Regions from separate parts of the Mus musculus genome. Here region 2 is linked to region 1. The links are chromatin contacts, called in public Hi-C maps. All regions are on one chromosome and are shown on one strand. The core of a region is the stretch at or near the end of the contact, and the rest is flanking DNA. Distances in the headings are between cores, read along the strand shown. Region 1 holds the start of Sec24b (Sec24 related gene family, member B (S. cerevisiae)). Region 2 holds the start of Col25a1 (collagen, type XXV, alpha 1).

Region 1 (3,684 bases), core at 501-3,000:
TGCTAGAGGTATGAGAAACAACTCCTTTTGATGGAGGGTGTCTTAGGGTTTCATTTCTGTGAAGAGACACCATGACCACAGCAACTCTTATAAAGAGAAATATTTAATTTGGGGCTGGCTTCCAGTTTCTGAGGTTTAGTCCATTATCATCAGGGTGGGAAGGATAGCAGCCTGCAAGCAGATTATGGTGCTGGAGGAGCGGAGATTCTACATCTTGATCTGCAGGCAGCAGCAGGAGACTGCACCATACTTGTGTAGCTTCAGCATATGAGACCTCAAAACCTCAAAACACAGTGAGATAATTCTTCCATCAAGGCCACATCTCCTGATAGTGCCAATCTCGATGGGCTAAGCACTCAAACACTTGAGTCTTCGGGGCCATACCTACTCAAACCATCACAGTGGGGAACAGTTTCCCAGGTTTGTTAGGAAGGCTGCCTTTTATCTAACTGCCAGAAACCCTCCTATAGTCCAGGCTGATGTTTGGATTGCCATTTGGAATTTGGGGTACGGAAGTTTCCTTTAGGCCCAACACAACCGACCAACGGAAGTAAATAATTTTGGAGCCATTACATTATGGAGATCTATGGAAGTGTAATATCTCAGTCTGTGTGAGGAATCTTCCCTGAAGAAATAACATATCCATACACCTGATTGAAATCAGCTAACATCAAGAACACATTGCAGAGGCAGAAAGCCAATCGCCTATTCTTCCCTTACTCACATGGTGTCACCCTTAATTTTAGTAAATTCAAAGGACTCCTGGCAAGGGCTTGAACTGTGACCTCCTTGATGAAGTGGGGGTGTGATCTCTAGCTCAGGGAGGCTGAGCTGCTGCGAACAAAGCCACAATACACATGAATACAGAGCATAATGTGGCTGGAAATCTCAGAACTCCAAAGTTTATTTTTAGTGCGGTTCGATAGGGCATCCGTCATTAACTCACGGCAACTATTTAAGGAAGGCTTTGTGTTCTAGAACTACGAACCTTTGAGGTTGGCATAACCTTCCAGTAAATAGGATTCCAGCGCTCCGGAAATGCCATCTTACTAGATCACATTCTGAATCCGAACGTTTTTGAGCAGTTGCACACCCACCACTGTGTGACCGTGACCTAGTTGGGACCAAGATGCCCAAATGACTTGGATAAAGTAGTCTTTACTTGCCAGTCAGCATGCTGAACGGACCAGGGAGATTGCTTCTAAGACTTCACTAAGGTAGTCAAAGCAAGCTGACCTGTCTTCTGGATGCCACAGCTCTCCTAAACACCAACGGGCGGGCGGAGCCAACCCTTGGTGGGTGGGGGGAATATAAAGTTCGTCTTCAAGCTCTCCTAGTATTAGGCATTCATCTTTCTCCTAGCGTTTAAAGCCACTGGTCAAAGTTCTGGCTTTACTGCCACTGTTATGGGGAATCTGTCATAGAGAAATGTTTTCTCTCTGCTTGGGAATTACACATTTTCAATCAACATTTAGCTTGATTGCGCTGTTAATTTGGAATTAAGTTGGAGTGGGGGGGGGTGGCGTTGTACAAGAATAAATAACAAATCCAAAGCCAGGCTTCCTCTTCCGAGGATGGGTACGTGGGTGGGCTGGGACTGGCGTGACCCAGGACTCGGGACCTCAGCCCGCAGCTTTGCACCGCTCTGCAGCACTGCAGGGCGCAGGCTCCATCCGGGTAGCGGCGGCCACCGTGGCCCGCGCCTTTCCCTTCGGCGGCGGCGCCGCAGCCGCAGTCTGGCCTGTGCGGGGAGGTGGTCGCAGCTCCGGCCTGCAGGGGGCGCTGGCGCGGGAGGGCTGGGCCGGGGTCCGCACGCGTGCGGTGGTGGCGCGGCCGAGCGTGGGTGCCCGGGCCGCGGTCGTCGGTGAGAGTGACTCGGCCTGTGACGCGGGCGCGTTCCTTCCTCTTCCTCTTCCTCCGCGGCCCCGCCTTCCTTCCCTCCGCCCATCTCCCGCCGCGGAGGAGCCGCCGCCGCCAGCCGCGCCGTCATGTCGGCCCCCGCCGGGTCCCCTCACCCGGCCGCCGGCGCCCGGATGCCGCCCAAGCTCGGCGGAGCTGTCTCCGGCCTGGCACCGCCGCAGCAGAACGGTGAGGCGGGAGGCCGGGGCGCGGCGTGGGGCCTAGGCAGGCGGAAGGGAGGGAGAGCGGGCGGGCGGGCGGGCGGCCTGCGCGGTGGCTGGGGGCGGGCAGGGCAGGGCCGGACCGGGGAGGCCGCGGTGGGGCCCCGAGGCCGCGGTGGAGCCTGGAGGCCGCGATGCGGCGAGGGGAGCGACCGAAGGGCCGGCAGGGCGGGGCCGCCGGCCGCCTGCCATCCAGGCCTGCCCTCCCGCGCGGACCGAGGCCGGAGTGGAGGGGTCGGCGGCCCGCACGACCGTCTGCTCCGACCTGGGCGCCGGCCGGTTGCCCCGGGCGACCCTTTGGGCCCCGAGAGCTCACAGGACGCCGGGGCCGCAGAGTGCTTGGTCTATGGAGGGCTGGGAGCAACCTTGGTACCTGGTGGATCGCATCCTTCCGGGCCCCAGGAACGTAGCTTTGATTTTTTTTTTTTTAAGGCCCAGCGAGCACGCCGCCTGGAAGGGAACTTAGTTTGCACTCAAGTTTGTAGGCAGAAGGATGTAAATGTGCTGCAGAAGTGTAACTGTAACCCCGACCCACTTCGGCCTCGGATCTGTTGTGGTTTGCCGCTGCGGTTGCTGCTCAAGCCTTTGGAGTTCGCTTGTAGTAGTGTAGTGTTCCCGGGGTAGCAGGTGTCAACTAAGCGAACACCTTTAGAGTCCCCCATCTCCAGCTTCACTTTCAAGTCTAGGAAAACGTGCCAGAGTTGCTTGGCCCTGTTTTGATGCAAGGCCTGCGTAGGGAAACACGACTGTGGCTTTCATACAGAGGTTATAGGCTCCGAGCATGCAGGAGTTATTGCTGAGAAATGATCTTACCCTAGCGTGCCTGGCCCCTGCTCTGGATATCTGGAATGTTCCTAAGTAGGGGAGGGGCCCTCCTTAGAGAGTTGAGTGTGTCTAATGAGACCCTCCCAAAGTAAAGCGAAGAAAATCCCTCTGCCCTGTGTCAAAAAACAAAACTACTCAATACTCATCAAATCATTGGCCTAGTTTACACAGCGTGCTAATCAAATTTACAGCCAAAGTTTGGAAAATCAGTAATGCTTTTCAAACACGAAACACCCCAAGAATCAGGTGGAATTTTTTATTCACAATTAAAAAAAAATGATGGTTTAGTCTTAAGATCCCTAGGTTGGTCTTACTTATCAATATTTCATGCTTCTTATAGTTGTTGTTTAGTATCAAGAGCTTTTGAAGGTGAACGGTGTCATTTGTATCACACTTGTCCAGGTGAAAACATGGTTTGTGAGCAGCTTTGTCTATTATGTGTGCCTGGGTATAAATGACTGTGCCCCTCCTTGCACATAGAGTTCAGAGGATAACTTCTGAGAGTTGGTTCTTTCTACCTTGTAGGTTTTGGAAATCCAACTTAGGTAGGCTTCTAGGAACTGCTAACTAGGCTTTGTTTTGTTTGTTAACATTGTAAATCAATGTTTAACAGTTTCAGGGACGGTGTCCTTGATTGTCAAGTGTCATTTTTATTTTTTAGATGACACAGAGGTGCCAGGACATTTACTCAGCCACGTGGTTGTAGGAATAAATCCATGTCTTGATGCCCAGTGGGAAT
Region 2 (3,684 bases), core at 779-3,278, 120 kb before region 1:
GCTGTGAAGGAAACGTTGTTAAATGAGGGCCGTTTTACCTGCTGGGCAGTTGCACTCTAAAGGTGCCTCCCTGGCCGTTCTTATTTTAGCCATATGTTCGTAGGATTTCTGTAGGGAAAGCAGAGGGGTTGACACAGTATCAGTAGCACTGAGGAGAACTAGACTCTCAGGGGCTCTCTGGCCACATGCCTGCTTCGCCAGCATCTGATAGCTTGCATAAGGAATATTTACATATGTACTTGGACTCTTGTCAAAAAGTAACAGAATCCAAGTCCTAAAATAAGACAATGACCACTGACATGGTAGCAGGATTGCAGGGTTTGGCTAACATCTTTCTCTAGTCCTCAATTACCACCCCACCCCCCCACCCCCACTTTCCTTTAGCCCAAGCATAGGCAGGCAGTGCAAAAGCCAGGCAGTGATATAGGTCCAAAGACGCTGGTCAAGAGTGCATAAGTGAATGTGAACTCTACACAGCCTCTCCATTGGAAGTAAATTTTAAATAAATAAATAAATAAATGGCCCTGATTTGAAACCAACCTTGAAGATAACTCTCAGCTTCAACAGCTCTACCTTCCAATTATTACCTGCACTGCATCCTTAACCAACTATAAAACTTTTTCAAAGTGTTTGAACATGAAAAAAAGATTCGAAGGGTGGAATTTATGATTCTCAAGCTCTATAGGATCGTTTCACTTGAAAGTGATTACCTTTTGTATATTAATAACACCTGTTTCCCTAACCTTTCCCTGGGAAGGAGATATGAGATCTTATATCAACAAAAATTGGTCTCCGTTGAAGTGAGAGCTCCCAAGAGACTCCAGAAAGCTACAAAGAAATAAAATGCCCCTCCACACACTCCCGTTATCCAGACCCCCCATATATGTCTAAGCATGCAAGCACTATGGAATACCCAGGGAAGATATCTGCTACAGACTTGATACTAAGCAATACCCAAGGTACTTAACTCCATACTTGGCATATACAGTCAAGTCAACTATGCAGACAGCTAAGGGTCGAAACTATCCCTGCACACAGGGCTCACACCTGTGCAAAACAGTATTCACGTGCAAAATACCCAGCCTTCCACACCTGAGCCAAGAGACGCTCCACTTTCTCCTGAACCATTGCCTTCAGCTCATCCACGGTGTCAGACAGCGGATGGAAGGAAGGGGTCCCTTTAGCAGATTCAAGAGCAGCAATCCTCGCCTGGAGGTCGTTGGTTTTCACCCCAAGATAAAAACAGAAAGCCACAGCAACCACTGACAAGAGGGTCGCCAGGGCCGTGCACGAGGGCATGGTGCCGGCACAACGCTGTCCCAAGGGGCGCGGATCTTCTGATCCAGACTCTCGTCCCCCTCCTTTCCCTGCAAGCTTCTTCACCAACATTGTGGCGGGGTCGCTGGCCTCCGCTACGCCTTCCACCTTCTATCTCCTCCAGTAATCTTAGAATGAGAGGAAGGGTCGGTTCCTCCAAAGTTCAGTCCCTGCGGCTGCACAACTAGTTGGTAGAGTCGGAGCCCGGGCTTAGAGATGGACCTGCGCGTGGCTCGGCGTCCGGATCAGCAGGCGTGGACCGACCGTCCTCCAGATTCTTTCTCCCCTTCCAGCTAGGAGTGAAAAGCACCCTCCGGCCGGGGACTGTGTGGCGCCGGGGGTGTTGTTGGGGTCACAGCTGAAATGAAACCCACTAGGGCAGCTCTCTTGACCCCCCCAATCCGACACCTCCTTAGGGGTCCCCCGCGCGGAGGCGCAGGGTCCGAGAGCCCCTCTCTCTGCTCCGACCTGTTGAGTCTGCCTGCCTATCTCTACCTTTTTCCACCCGCCGACCTGTCTCCCACCTGGATCAGTTCAAGGCCAAAAAGAAAAGGAAATACAGAGACCCGGCGAGAGCGCAGCCCCCGTGGGTGGTAGAGGAATAGAGAAAAAGAGGACCGAGTGACCCAAGCAGCGATCGTAAGCTGCGAGGCCCCAAAAGTATCTCCGCAGACCCGCGTGTGCGAGCCTTAAATACCCCGGGATGCTCTTGTGTGAGACAGTGCGCGCGCGCCTGAAGCGCGGACCGCCCCCTCCCGCAGGAGCCTCCTTATTAGCATAATATATTCACCTTCGCCCAGCCCGCCTGGACCCACGAAGGGGCGGGAGCGCGGGTGGGAGCGGAGCCCGAGGTCTCTATTAGCATAATATATGCAAATAGCTACAGCAACCACTGTGATTGGAGAGGAGCTTGGAGACCCTTCCCCCTCCCACCACCGAGTAACTTCAGCGTCCCCCTAAGGCCATCTCTCCGGCCCTAGCCAGGGGCCGAATTGAGGTCTGCTGTGCAGAGTGGCTTATACTGGCTTAGCCCAGCGCCCCCTATTTGGGTTAAAAAATGGAGAAATGGCCTCCTGAAGGAAAGAACGGAAGCAGAAGGCTCCAGCTCTCCAGATCCTCGCTCAAAGGCAGCCACAGGAGCTCCTCCATCTAGCCCTTGCGCGACGTTTTCCCTCCTCCCTCAGTTCGTTCCCACATGCCCAGAGGCAAAGTGTCTGGCTGACGTCTGCAGGGTACCTTCCCCACTTCCCTTCCTTCCCACGCCTTGCTGCAGATGACTGGGGAAGTTTTCTCGCCCCTCCCCCGTTTCCTCTTGTCTTGATGCTGCCCCCCCCCCCCCCCCCAGCTCTGGGCTCTTTCTCTGTACTAGGGTGCTAATGTGTTTTCCTGATTCGCTGTTTTGTGAGTGTTTGAGGCATACACATTTCTCAGGATTTAGGAAAGAGCTGAAGAATGAAGTCAGTTTTTCCTCTTCCTTGACTCTCAGCTTGCCTCTTCCCTCTGGATCAAATTACTAAGTCTCTACTGGGATTTTTTTTTTTTTTCTAAATTGATAACAAGTAGCATTTTGCATCCAATTGATTTTAGAGAAGAAAACACAACCCTAACTCTCCTTCCAAAAGACCTTCCTTTTTGCCTTTTCATCTTAAGAAATGTCACGTACGTTTCTTTCCCTCCCTAACCGATTACCACAACCAGTTACTACTATAATCAATGAACAAAATACCTAACCCGGAGCAGTTGCTTCTCGTGTGTAAACTACAGTGCCAAGGGGGACTTAGGATAGACATAGCAGGAAGCCTGCACTTATGAATCTCAACAAGTGGTTGCATAAAACAAGACCTCAAGACCTGAATAACAACTATGCTCACATGCCAACGTGGATCGGGGACCTTGCATGAGACCCGGTGCCTAGAATAAGAGCTACTAACAATCAATGGCTGCTGGAGGAGACTGTTTCCTTCCGGAACCAACTCCAGACTGTCATCTCTAAATACATAGACATATGAGAAACACTAAATGGACTCAAGAAGGATGTGTGTGTGTGTGTGTGTGTGTGTGTGTGTGTGTGTGTTCCAGGTAAGTAAGCTCCCTAACCCTGAACTCTAGCTCCAGCCAAAAAGTTTAATATGTTAGTTCTTTCCACATTCCAATTAACCTCCGTTGCTTAGTGTGGGTGTTTAGTGGGCCGCGGTGGTGGTGGTAATGTTGTACATGGGTTGCAAACTTTTTCTTTGCCAGTCCTCTCAATGTTCTCTCTTTGAGCCTCTGCTCTATGCCATCGATACTCTCCTCTGTGGAATTCCTAATTACCATCTTTTAGCTGTTGAGCAATGAATGCATATACCAAACCCAAACCTCCGGAGC

The links. Hi-C and Micro-C count contacts between places; a contact is called where the count stands out from the background.
Region 2: a Hi-C map of nephron progenitors shows a contact between it and region 1, with 4 times the contacts expected there. The contact joins the promoter of Col25a1 here to the promoter of Sec24b in region 1. A contact is called at or near these places in 4 of 484 Hi-C or Micro-C datasets (embryonic stem cells, nephron progenitors and stem cell-derived neural progenitor cells), 1 of 115 datasets of contacts at active chromatin or transcription factors (embryonic stem cells) and 1 of 9 other capture datasets (adipose tissue).

Annotation. Positions count from the first base shown.
Region 1 is chr3:130,058,973-130,062,656 of GRCm38.p6, reverse strand. Sec24b (Sec24 related gene family, member B (S. cerevisiae)) reads left to right here and starts at 1,750. Exons shown (of 24, transcript NM_207209.3): 1 at 1,750-2,088. The coding sequence starts at 1,989.
Region 2 is chr3:130,179,189-130,182,872 of GRCm38.p6, reverse strand. It overlaps Col25a1 (collagen, type XXV, alpha 1), which reads right to left and starts at 2,028. Exons shown (of 38, transcript NM_029838.4): 1 at 1,093-2,028; 2 at 39-108. The coding sequence starts at 1,389.